2 separate regions of the Mus musculus genome follow, and region 2 is linked to region 1. The links are chromatin contacts, called in public HiChIP or PLAC-seq maps. All regions are on one chromosome and are shown on one strand. The core of a region is the stretch at or near the end of the contact, and the rest is flanking DNA. Distances in the headings are between cores, read along the strand shown.

Region 1 (5,225 bases), core at 1,598-4,097:
GGTTTAAAAAGAATAGAAAGTAGAGAAAAATATCCCTAGACTTGTGAGAATGGGCTACTGAGTATCCTGATTAAAAGCAACGCTCAGTAGCCGGGGAGACCCCTCCACCGTGAAGAGCACTCGCTGCTCTCACAGAGGGTCTGCATGCCATTTCTGGCAGTCATGTGGCAGCTTACAACTGCCTGTGACGCAGCTTCCTGGGGACCTGAGGCTCTCTCTGGCCTTTACAGTCATAGGACATACAGAGGGTGCACAGGCATACATGCAAGCAGACACTCCTATAAAAGTTACCTGGAAAGCCATCCTGTGACGCACGCGCGTGCACAGTGTGGCGCTGGGGATAGAACCAGGGCCTCATACAAAACAGGCAAGCACTGTACTGCAGAGCTTCTCTCTGTACTTCTCCAGTCCTTAGTCTCTTAGGACAGGCAGGCTCTCTTTATGTAGCTCAGGTTGGCTTGGAACTCTGTGTAGCGCCCAGACTGGACTTGAATCTGTGGTCCTCCTACCTGTGCCTCCAAAGTGCTGGGATTGCAGTACATTCATGCCTGAAGCTTTCTAATACATACCCTAGGAGGCCAGCTGAGATTCTATATCCTCTCATGCGGTGTGCTCTCATCCTAAGGGAAGCCTGGCTTGCTTCTAGGAGCAGCACTTTTCGAGGACCTTATCAGCACATCTGGCTCCTATTCTCTCCACAGCACCCAGCTGCCTCGTGATTATGAAGTGGGTGAATGGCACATGCGCAGTGTGGAGAAGACCCTGCCGCTTTGTGGTTCTATCTACTGAATCCACTCTGCCTCTTGGCAGTCATGCAGATTTTCAGTTCTCAGCCTCGGCCCAACACATAGGCCACTGAAGACCATAAAAAAGAAAGACCTGTTGGTTTGTGCTTTCTGGTCACATAGCACATCTGGAGCATCGGGAGGAGAAAGCAGAGAGGAAGCAAGGGCCCAGGGAAACTGAGCATGCAGTGGGTGTGGAGGGAAGCGAGATGGAAAAGGATTGGTTCCCTTCAGAGTTTAAATTTACCAAACTATGCTAAAAAAGAGTTGCCCAGCTGGAGTCATGTCTGAGCAGTTAAGAATTCCTCCTCTTCCAGAGGACCCACGTCAGGAGGTTCACAACCACCAGTGACTTTGTCTTAGGGTTTTACTGCTGTGAACAGACACCACAACCAAGACAACTCTCATAAGGACACTTAATCGGGGCTGAGTAACAGATTCAGAGGTTCAATCCATTATCATCAAGGTGGGAGCATGGCAGCATCCAGGCAGGCATGGTGCAGGAGGAACTAAGAGTTCTACATCTTCATCCTCAGGCTGCATGCAGAATAATGACTTCTGAGCAGCTAGGATGAGGGTCTTAAAGCCCACACCCACAGTGACACACCTATTCCAACAAGGCTGCACCCCCTAATAGTGCCACTCCCTGGACCAAGCATATTCAAACCATCACAGACTCCAACCCTAGGGGACCCAATGCCTTCTTCTGGCCTCCATGGGCACACACACACACACACACACAAAGAGAGAGAGAGAGAAAGAAGGAGAGAGAGTTAGAGAGAGAGAAGCTTTATGAAGGAGATGCTGTGCACCTGGACACACTGTACTGTACTGCGAGGGGGTGGGCAGGTGGATGCAGGGCTGTGGGTATCCAGCCCTGTATCTTCTTCACAAGTAGTGATGTACTACTCACGTTAAGTAAATGGGAAGCAGAAAAACAGGTTTAACATAGCTGGAGACTTTCACATTATAAAGGCTAGTGAGAGCATCTGGCCTCCCTCAGCTCATTTTTCCTATGTGTTTGCCTCCCTTCAAGTCCCTGAAATACAGCAATGTCAAACTGGGAGATTTTTTTTTTAAGTATTTTCTTAAACACACACACACACACACACACACTGTTTTTTAAAATCTTCTAAAATGCAAATAAATAAATAAATTCATAAATAAGAAGACCTAAAATCCTACCATACTGATATAATTGCCTGTGTGTTGTTTCACGTCTAGGTTTTCTTAGTATGGGTGTGTGCAATTGTTTGTGTCGGTGCACATGTGCATGGGATAGACAGAGGTTGTCTTCATTATTTGTCCTCAACTGCTCTCCACCTTTTGTTTTTTGAAAAAGGGTTTTGGGGTGAACTTGAATCAGCTCCTGGACTGGACTAGACTGACTGGCGAGGGATGTGTCTTGTCATCCTGCGATGTGACCCATAAACGCTTTCAACATTCCTCTTTTAGTTCTGTGCGCTGTTTGAAAAGGAGGAAGCGTTTTGTTTTGGTTTGGTTTTGGTTTTAGCATTATTAATTTTGGCCTACTCCAATCACAATCATAACCCAACATTCTTCCCGCCTTGTTTTGTATTTCCAAAGATAATATGGTTAACTATGTTACATTTCATAAAAACCGTCCACTTTCCAAAACCCTTGGAGGCCAGTAGGATATGCATCCTACTTTTTCAAAGACACTGGAGGTCGGTTGTGCACGGTGGTGCAGCCTGTGTCATCCAGCATTCAATAAGGACAGGAGGATGAGAAGTTCAAGGTCATGCATGGCTACAGAGCGAGTTTGAGGCCAGTCTGGACTGTATGATACCCTACCTTTAAAAACAAAAACAAACAGACCCCCCAAATCCTTAAATAAAATACACTCCGGAAGAGTGGAGGCTTCGTAGGCACTTTGCATTCTCATGTCCAGCTGGTGTGTGCAGTTCTGTGGGTCTTCCCGGACCCCTCAGCACGCTCAGCTCAGACCTTTAGAGGCTCTCTCGGCCCCCGTAGACGCGCGCGACCGTGCTGGTTTCCCTGGTGACGGTTGCCAAGGCAGCACATGCCGGCGTCGGGAAGGGCGGAGGAAGTGCCCGCGGCCCTTAAGACAGACCCCGAAGCGCAGCCGCGGTAAGTGGAGGAAGGCTGAGTAGAGCGGGAGTCAAGCGAGGATCGAACCGGAGCGGATCAGGAAAAAGAACCGGGGGCTGAGCGGGGAAACTGAACCGGGAGCCGAGCGGAGCGGGAAACCGAACTAGGAACCAAGAGTGGAGCCGAGAGCGGGGAACCGAACCGGGAGCCGAGCGAGGACCGAGCCAGGGACAGAGCGGGAAACCAAACAAGGGGCCAAGTGGGGACCGGAACCGTGGCGAGAGTGAGGAACCGAATCGGAAGCCTAGAGTGGAGCCGGGAGAGGGGGATCGAACTGGGGGCCGAGCAGCGAGAAGCCAAGACTGGGAAACCAAACCATAGACCCTGCGAATGGCCTCTCCTTGGGGCCGGGCTGTTCCCACCCCTCCCTGGGCAGACTCGTGTTTTCCGCGCGAGGAGGGTTCGTGAGGCAGAGGAACGACCCAGCGACCTGCGTGGGCATGACTAGAAAGCAGGTCTTCTGCAGCTGCCACTCAGCACGTGGCTGCTGCCCTGACTTGACCCTCATTCTGGCTTGTAAAAACATACAGGATGGGGAGGTGGGATGGGCTGCGTGGGTGAGCTAGAAAGTGGCAGGCTGGTGAGAAGTGATGGGTGCTCAAGGCCCCATCCACCGTCCTGCGCACAGCTTTTCTCTTCCTTGGTCTTTTGAGTAGGGTTTCACTCTGTAGCCTGGGATGGCCTTAAAACTCACTAGAAGACCCATGCTGGTCCCAAATTGGTAATCATACTCACATTTGAAGCAGGACGGGACTGCATACCAACATCTTGTCTTAAAGAGAAAACAAAAGTTGTAAGCAATTAGGGTTATCTGTGGTTTTAAGGTAGTTTGTTGGTTACAAAGTATAGTTGTCTAAAAAAAAGGCCAAATTCTTTCATGTTTTTTTTATAAATATTCATTAAGCACCTACTGTGTCCTGTTGTAGCATGGCCATGAACAAAGTGGATGAAAATAATGATCCTGGTAGGCGTGTTGGTACATAGCCAGCATTTGAGAGACCAACACAGGAGCATTGCCAAGAGTTTGAGGCAAGCCTGGTCTACACAGCAAGTGCCAGGTCATCCGGCCAGCCCTTGCAGGACCCTGTCTCAAACAGCTAAAAATAAAGTTAAAGTGTGTGTCCTCTGGTAGTGTACGTACTAGTGGGAGGAAGCACAGTTGGTATGTAACGTGTGCTACAGGTCAGGAGCAAAGGTGAATGACCTGGGCAGGGAGATGGTGTTCTGTGAGTACAAGCAAGGGTTGGGACAGTTCATACTCACTAGCAAGTTGACTGGATTTAGAGCCATCTAGGAAACACTCCTCTGTGTGTGTGCACGAGTGCATGAGGGTGTCTCCAGAGAGGTTTAGCTGAGAAAAGAAGACCCGCCATCCCACGGAGCCCCAGACTGAAAGCAGGAGTGGAGCCTTCATCTGTCCGTGCTTCCCCACAGTGGACCCCCTGCAGCCGTCCACTTGTGGGTGCTGTCCTTCCCCAACATGGTGAGCTGTATCCTCCAAGACTGTGAGCCAACTAAGTCACCTTGAGTTGCTTTGGTCACACGTTTGCCCACAGCAATGGGAAAGGTAACTCATATACAGTGGGGACAGGGGCAGCGCTTGTCAGGAGCTCAGGGGAGTCATCCCAGTGGAAACCCATTGAATCCAGAGATGTCCAGGAGGCAACCAGAGAACACACGGAGACAAGAACTTAGAAGGAGCAGTCAGAGTGCAAGCTGTGAGCCCAAGGCACCCCTAGTGCTGACGCGGGAGGGGAGGGGCCCTGGCTTTGTGCTGAGGAGAGCATGTTGGACAGTGTCAGGGCCAAGTGTGTGAAGAACAAACAGGCTGTGGTATGGGGTGAGGCAGGAGCAGAGAGAGACATGAGTTATAAACTATGGTAATAGCCCATTGGGTGACGGTCGTTGGTCTAGGGGTTAGGTAGGTGTGTCCAGACTCCTGATGGTCTGTAGGACCAAAGGCCAAGAGCTAGTCGGTTGTGTCGGCCATGTTCTCATCTTCCCCTCAGAGCATGTTCACTACATCTGTGTGGTCAGGGCCTGTCTTCCCTGACAGACCGAGATCCACGTGGAAGAACAGATCTGTGTGCACTGCCTGTATGAGGTTAGCATCTGCTCAGTCAACCTCAGACCCTCTGTTCCCAGGAGTAAATGAGTCTGGGCCGACCGCCTGCTGTGCTGCTCTCCCAGGTGCCCCGCCCGAGCTGCTGTGGTTTCCTTACTGTTCCTGAATGGCAGCTCTCCACCAACACGGAGTCCTCCATCCCACACTGAGGCTCTGAGCAAGGGGCAGTATGTCTCAGTCAG
Region 2 (5,225 bases), core at 870-3,369, 170 kb before region 1:
TGGCACTCATAGAATAGAATAAACGGGTTAATTAAGTTACACAGCAGTGGAGGAATAAGTCCACGCTTTCTTAGACGTTTATTCACAAGTAATACTCGGTCATTTTTTTCAAGAACTGGGGCGTTGGTAGAAAAGCCCGAGGCTACATCACTGCACAGGGATTGCCAGCCTCATGACACCGGCCTCACAAGCTTCCAGACCTGGGATTTCAAGTGTGAGAAGATAAAAGTTCCCTGCCCTGAGTTTGACTTCTGAGGTCCCACGCTGTCTGAAGAGGGGAGCGTCAGACACAACCTACACCTTCTTTTCAAGGCAATGGCGGGCGGTCTCGGACCACAGGCGTCTGCTCCTTTGGCTCCCATAGGAAGAGACACACAGTCCTCGGGTCCCCAACAGTATGGCAGCGACCCCAAGCTGATTTTACAGGTTTCGTGTTTGCCCTGTAGTTTCCAATGTCACTGTAAGCATTGTCCTTGAGTTAAGGGGAGAACAGGGAAGGGGTTACACAATGGAGCAGGCATTCAAAATGTTGCCCTATATCATTGGCTGGAAGTCAGTCACATGACCATCTCTCTCGCCAGCCTAGCAGGAAGGAAGGAAAGAGCAGAGAGCCTAGTGAGTGAGTCGTCATTGCCTCTCTCCCGGATTTCACGGCTGTCTTGGAGACCTGACGATGCTCATCAGTTATTCTTTCTTTCAATAAATGTGTCCCTTGCCTCACTCCGTCTTCCAGCCAATCTCCATACTCGTGGCCTCCATTGCTTGGCCCTTCACACAGCACACAGCTAATGGTCATTCCATTGCGCCAATGCTGTACTTACAGAGCTGGGCCTTGGGTACAGACTTGTAATAGTAATCACTTGCGGGTTGCGAGGACAGGCAGAGAGGTTCCAGGTTCCAGGCCTGCCTGGCAGCAGTGACTTCAAACCTAGTCTGGATAGATATGTAAGCCCTTGCCTCAAATCATTAATAGCTTGTGTGTAGTAGAGCACTTGCCTGGCCTTAAGTGTAACCCCCAATATTGAAAGAAAGAAAACTTTGCTCTGTGGACTTTTACAACCCAATAGGCACAACCTGAAAACCCCAAATCAGCATTTAGACACAGGAAGCTCATGTCCCCTCCCTCCTGGCTTCCACCAACTCCTGCCATTCTAGGGACTCTGTCCAGAAGAGAACATATTCTCACTTGACTTGGTGTCAGCCTGACATGATGGCACATCTTGGGAAGAGAGACACAGAAATAGGGTCTGGTTCTATCTTTGGCACAGCGTGTGAAGATTTCAGGCACTTGAAGCTAGCTGAGCCCATGGCCGAGAACAGACCATAGCTCCCGAGGTCGGGGTGGATGCTCAGGTCTCACGCTGTGTTGAGACTTCTTTGGTCACTAACATGTGTAGAACTGAGTGGCTTGGCTTTTCTCAGGTACTCCTGTCTTGCTTCTCTCTCCCCGTGCACCCTGGGACCTGGAAATATCAATGATCGGAAGTGTGCCTGAGATACTGGGAAGCTGGTCCCTCTACTGATCTGTCAATGCCGCTTGTGTTTACTTATTTTTATTGCCATCTTCATGAAAGCATGAGTGTACTTTGAGCACATCCCACCTTTTGGTCCCCCCAGGCCTAGATAGCTCTGTTTCTCCTTCCATGTCATCTGTTTATATGAATTTATGTATCTATATAACCTTTAGGACCCACAGAGAACATGTCACATTTGTCTTTCTGATACTGAATCAATTTGCTTAGTATGATTATGTCCAGTTGCAGACAGTTCCCTGTTCTTTCTGAGCTCAGAGTCTTTGGAATTTGTCCCGTTTGGGAGGGTGAACAGTTGCAACGCAGAGTCAGGGACAAGTTTCTGCAATGCCGCAGTTGAACACAAGGGTGCGCTCTCAGAGGCTTCCCGGGCACACTAGGCCACCTATGGCTGTGGGTGGAACAGGACTCTCAAATCCACTAACGTGATTTAAGACACATAGTGATTCCCTCTCCTTCCTGGGCCTCGGGTCCTTGAGTTGGAAGATGCAGTGTGCTTGCAAACTTCGACTCGGTGTTAGGTTGGATAATCAGACTCAGCCAGTTTGGAGGAAAGAACCTGGTGCCAAGGTGCAGTTCCACGATGTGCCAGCAGAGGGAAGCAGGCAGTAACCAGCAGGTGCAATCAGCATCCATAGTTCTAGCCATAGAGTGGGCTGGGACATCACACATCTCTGAGACTACTGATATCTAGTGGTCCCGCATTCTTTTGGCAACTGCCCCTTTGTTTTCTGCAATGATATCTGGATTTCATCTCTTGCCTCTTGCAGCTAAGGACCTCAACCCCTCTCAATACTCCCCCAGTGCCTTCTCTGCATTTATTCTCATCCCTGTGTTTTCTGACCCATCAATTCATAATCTGTTCAACCTTGTTTCCTTCACCCTTGCTGTACTCCTCCAGTTTACTCTCCCTTATGGAAGAAATGACCATGCCCCAGTAGCACAAAGTATATGGCTGCCATCATGGCTTCCAGGGAGGGTGAGCTTGTCCTCGGACATCTGCATACAATGTTTCAGTTCTAGACACAGGCAGGGCTTTCTCCACACGCCTCTGCTTACCTGCCCCACCTCCTCCCATCCTCTGGCTCTTCATGTCTTGTTTCCACCAGGGGGCACTCCAGCCTGTTGCCCCTTGATAAGTCTCACTTTAGAGCTCAGCTTTGCGGGCTTCTTCTCTTTAGCGACCTCCCTGTCCAGCCCTCTGCAGTCTGCACTTAACTAATCCTGTTAAAAGGATAGCACCCACTTATAGGACTTAGGCAAAGGGGGCAATGGTGTTAGAGATTCTTCCAGGCATCTTCCAGTGTGGATCAGAAATTGTAGCATCAGAAGTGGGAACTGGACAAAATGACCTAGTTGTCTAGTGTAGGTTGTCCCTGGTGGAGTGACCAAGCCTCCCAAGTCACTCACCAAGAAAAAAAAATGGCTGCTTTGGCTGGTGTGGCAGGTTCCACCTTCCAACACTGTCATGTTGAGAACCAGGCTTCTACCACACAGGCTCTGGGACATACTCAACCCACATCCAAACCTTAACAGGAAGGGCTCTCAGGACCAAGACCCATGGGAAGGTGAGCACACAAACAGGAAATGATGGAAGGAAAGCTTGCGTTGAGCTGTGGGGGAGCTGCCACATTGCCACTGCTCGGAGTTGGGGTTGTTTTCTAGAGATGCGGTGTTTCCTGCCAGAACTGCTGCTAGAAGATACCACAGCTCTGACTGGCTGAAGTAATGTGCTCCATCAGTGTTCAGGGCTACCACCCCATGTGTTTATTGATATGCAACTAGGGGTGCCAAATATATTTGATGATTGCTGACATAAACTCCATTCAGGGAAGGATCCTGCTGCTTATTTCAGAGTCAAAATTAGTTTGTGTTAGCTGGCAAGCTTCTCTTACAGTGTGTGCACACCCACCTGTGTCCTCCATGAGGATGGTGAGCTGGCAGCTGCTGGGGGATGGGATGTCTGTGAGCAATGATCCTCCCCCAACAGAGAGAAGAGGGGTGAGTTCTCAAACACAATGTAACCCTCACTGAACAACCGAAGCAGTTCTTTAGGAGGTGGCTGCCTGTCCTTAGCTTGAAAGCCTGACGTGAAACCTGTCCTGCCCCATTGCAAAAGTCTCTGCTGACATCCTTGGGCCTGAACCATCAGCTCAGAATCCAGTAATTTTTGTAGAGCAACCTTGTCAAGCCTTCATAGAGTAGAAGACAGAAATCAAACTGTTGCTTCAGAAGAGACACATCCCTTGAAGCTTCCCTGTCCCTGACATCACTTGCACAGTTGGCCTGGGTGACATCGCTTGCACAGTTGACCTGTGTGACATCGCTTGCACAGTTGGCCTGGGTGACATCGCTTGCACATTTGGCCTGGGTGACATCACTTGCACAGTTGGCCTGGGTGACATCGCTTGCACAGTTGGCCTGGATGACATCGCTTGCACAGTTGGCCTGGGTGACATCGCTTGCACAGTTGGCCTGGGTGACATCACTTGCACAGTTGGCCTGGGAGACATCTCTTGCACAGTTGGTCTGGGTGACATCACTTGCTGGTTAGCCTGGGAGACATTGCTTGCACAGTTGGCCTGGATGACATCGCTTGCACAGTTGGCCTGGGAGACATCTCTTGCACAGTTGGTCTGGGTGACATCACTTGCTGGTTAGCCTGGGAGACATCGCTTGCACAGTTGGCCTGGATGACATCGCTTGCACAGTTGGCCTGGGTGACAGAATGCTCCTCACTCATTGGCCTGTCCTCAAGGACACTGACGACTCACTGACGAGTGCGCTTCATCATTCACTCTTCTCTTATCTGAGAAGAGGCTGTAACAGGAGCGGTGCTGCAGGGATGTTTGGGATGTTTGGGCCGCATCAGGAAAGGCAGTGCTAGAAAAAAAAACCCAGCAGCTTTAAATAACCACAAAGTTCAGGGAGCCCAGTGCATTATTTCAGTATCGTCCTTTTGTGTGTGGCTTTCTGTGTCATGTATTTTTGAAAGTTACCCAGTGTTACCCTGCAGCTGCTCGGGGCTGCAGTAAATATGACAGCTGACACCTGGGAAGGGGCAGGCTGAGGGACCACGGAGAGCAGGTGAGTTGCTTTTCTCTGAGTCTACCCTCTCCACACTGTGTGAGGGTAGGGGTGGGGATATGCAAAAATAACCTCAGAGAGATTGGAGGGGACTGCTAACCTCAGTGCAGAGGCCCTGTATTTCTGATGCATTAACAAGCGGAAGACAACTCCACCTTCCATGCCCTCTTTGTCCTCATTTCCCATCCATCCCTTTCCAAGAGGACTCCAGAGCTGAGTGCAAGCCTCGGGCGGCTGAATCACAGCAGGCTGAAGCCAGAGACCATTCTGGTCCTGCCTATGAAATTGCTTGGTTAGAATTCAGCCATCTCTGCTATGTCTGAGGCATGCTCTGAACACACACTAACAGGCACGCAAGAAAGGAACTGTGCTTTGCTGGCTGTGGTTGCGATTTTTATAATGAATCATCTTGAGCTGCAAAGGTTTTCTTGGGTCTCTGCAGGAAATTTGATTGAGTGTACCAGGAGCTGGGAAGTTGGCTGAGTTGGGAAAACACTAGCCTTGCAAATACAAAGATCTGAGTTCAGTTCCCAGAACCCATATTACAAACATTAAAAAAGAAAGAAGAAAAATGGGTGGTTGTCGTGGCATGCAATGATAATCCCA

Evidence for each region. HiChIP or PLAC-seq counts read pairs in DNA pulled down with a chosen protein or histone mark.
Region 2: a CTCF HiChIP or PLAC-seq map of pro-B cells shows a contact between it and region 1, with 6 times the contacts expected there. The contact joins the enhancer-like site here to the promoter of Ccdc13 in region 1. A contact is called at or near these places in 5 of 39 promoter capture datasets (the 3T3-L1 cell line, the HPC-7 cell line, HPC-7-derived erythroid cells and 3 more), 3 of 15 datasets of contacts at CTCF or cohesin (the G1E-ER4 cell line, large pre-B cells and pro-B cells), 13 of 484 Hi-C or Micro-C datasets (the 3T3-L1 cell line, the 63-12 cell line, B cells and 7 more), 1 of 115 datasets of contacts at active chromatin or transcription factors (stem cell-derived neural progenitor cells) and 1 of 9 other capture datasets (liver).

What each region holds. Positions count from the first base shown.
Region 1 is chr9:121,837,083-121,842,307 of GRCm38.p6, reverse strand. It overlaps Ccdc13 (coiled-coil domain containing 13), which reads left to right and starts at 2,847. Exons shown (of 16, transcript NM_028384.1): 1 at 2,847-2,897.
Region 2 is chr9:122,011,240-122,016,464 of GRCm38.p6, reverse strand. It overlaps Gm39463 (a long non-coding RNA gene), which reads right to left. Exons shown (of 2, transcript XR_871388.3): 2 at 32-4,415. Among named protein-coding and RNA genes, the nearest start is that of Pomgnt2, 18 kb to the right of the region's middle. Within about 2 kb of position 2,119, at least 11 of the 459 cell types and tissues checked have an H3K27ac peak or open chromatin away from gene starts, as enhancers often do. A contact at or near this core is called in the 63-12 cell line and pro-B cells, where this site is marked.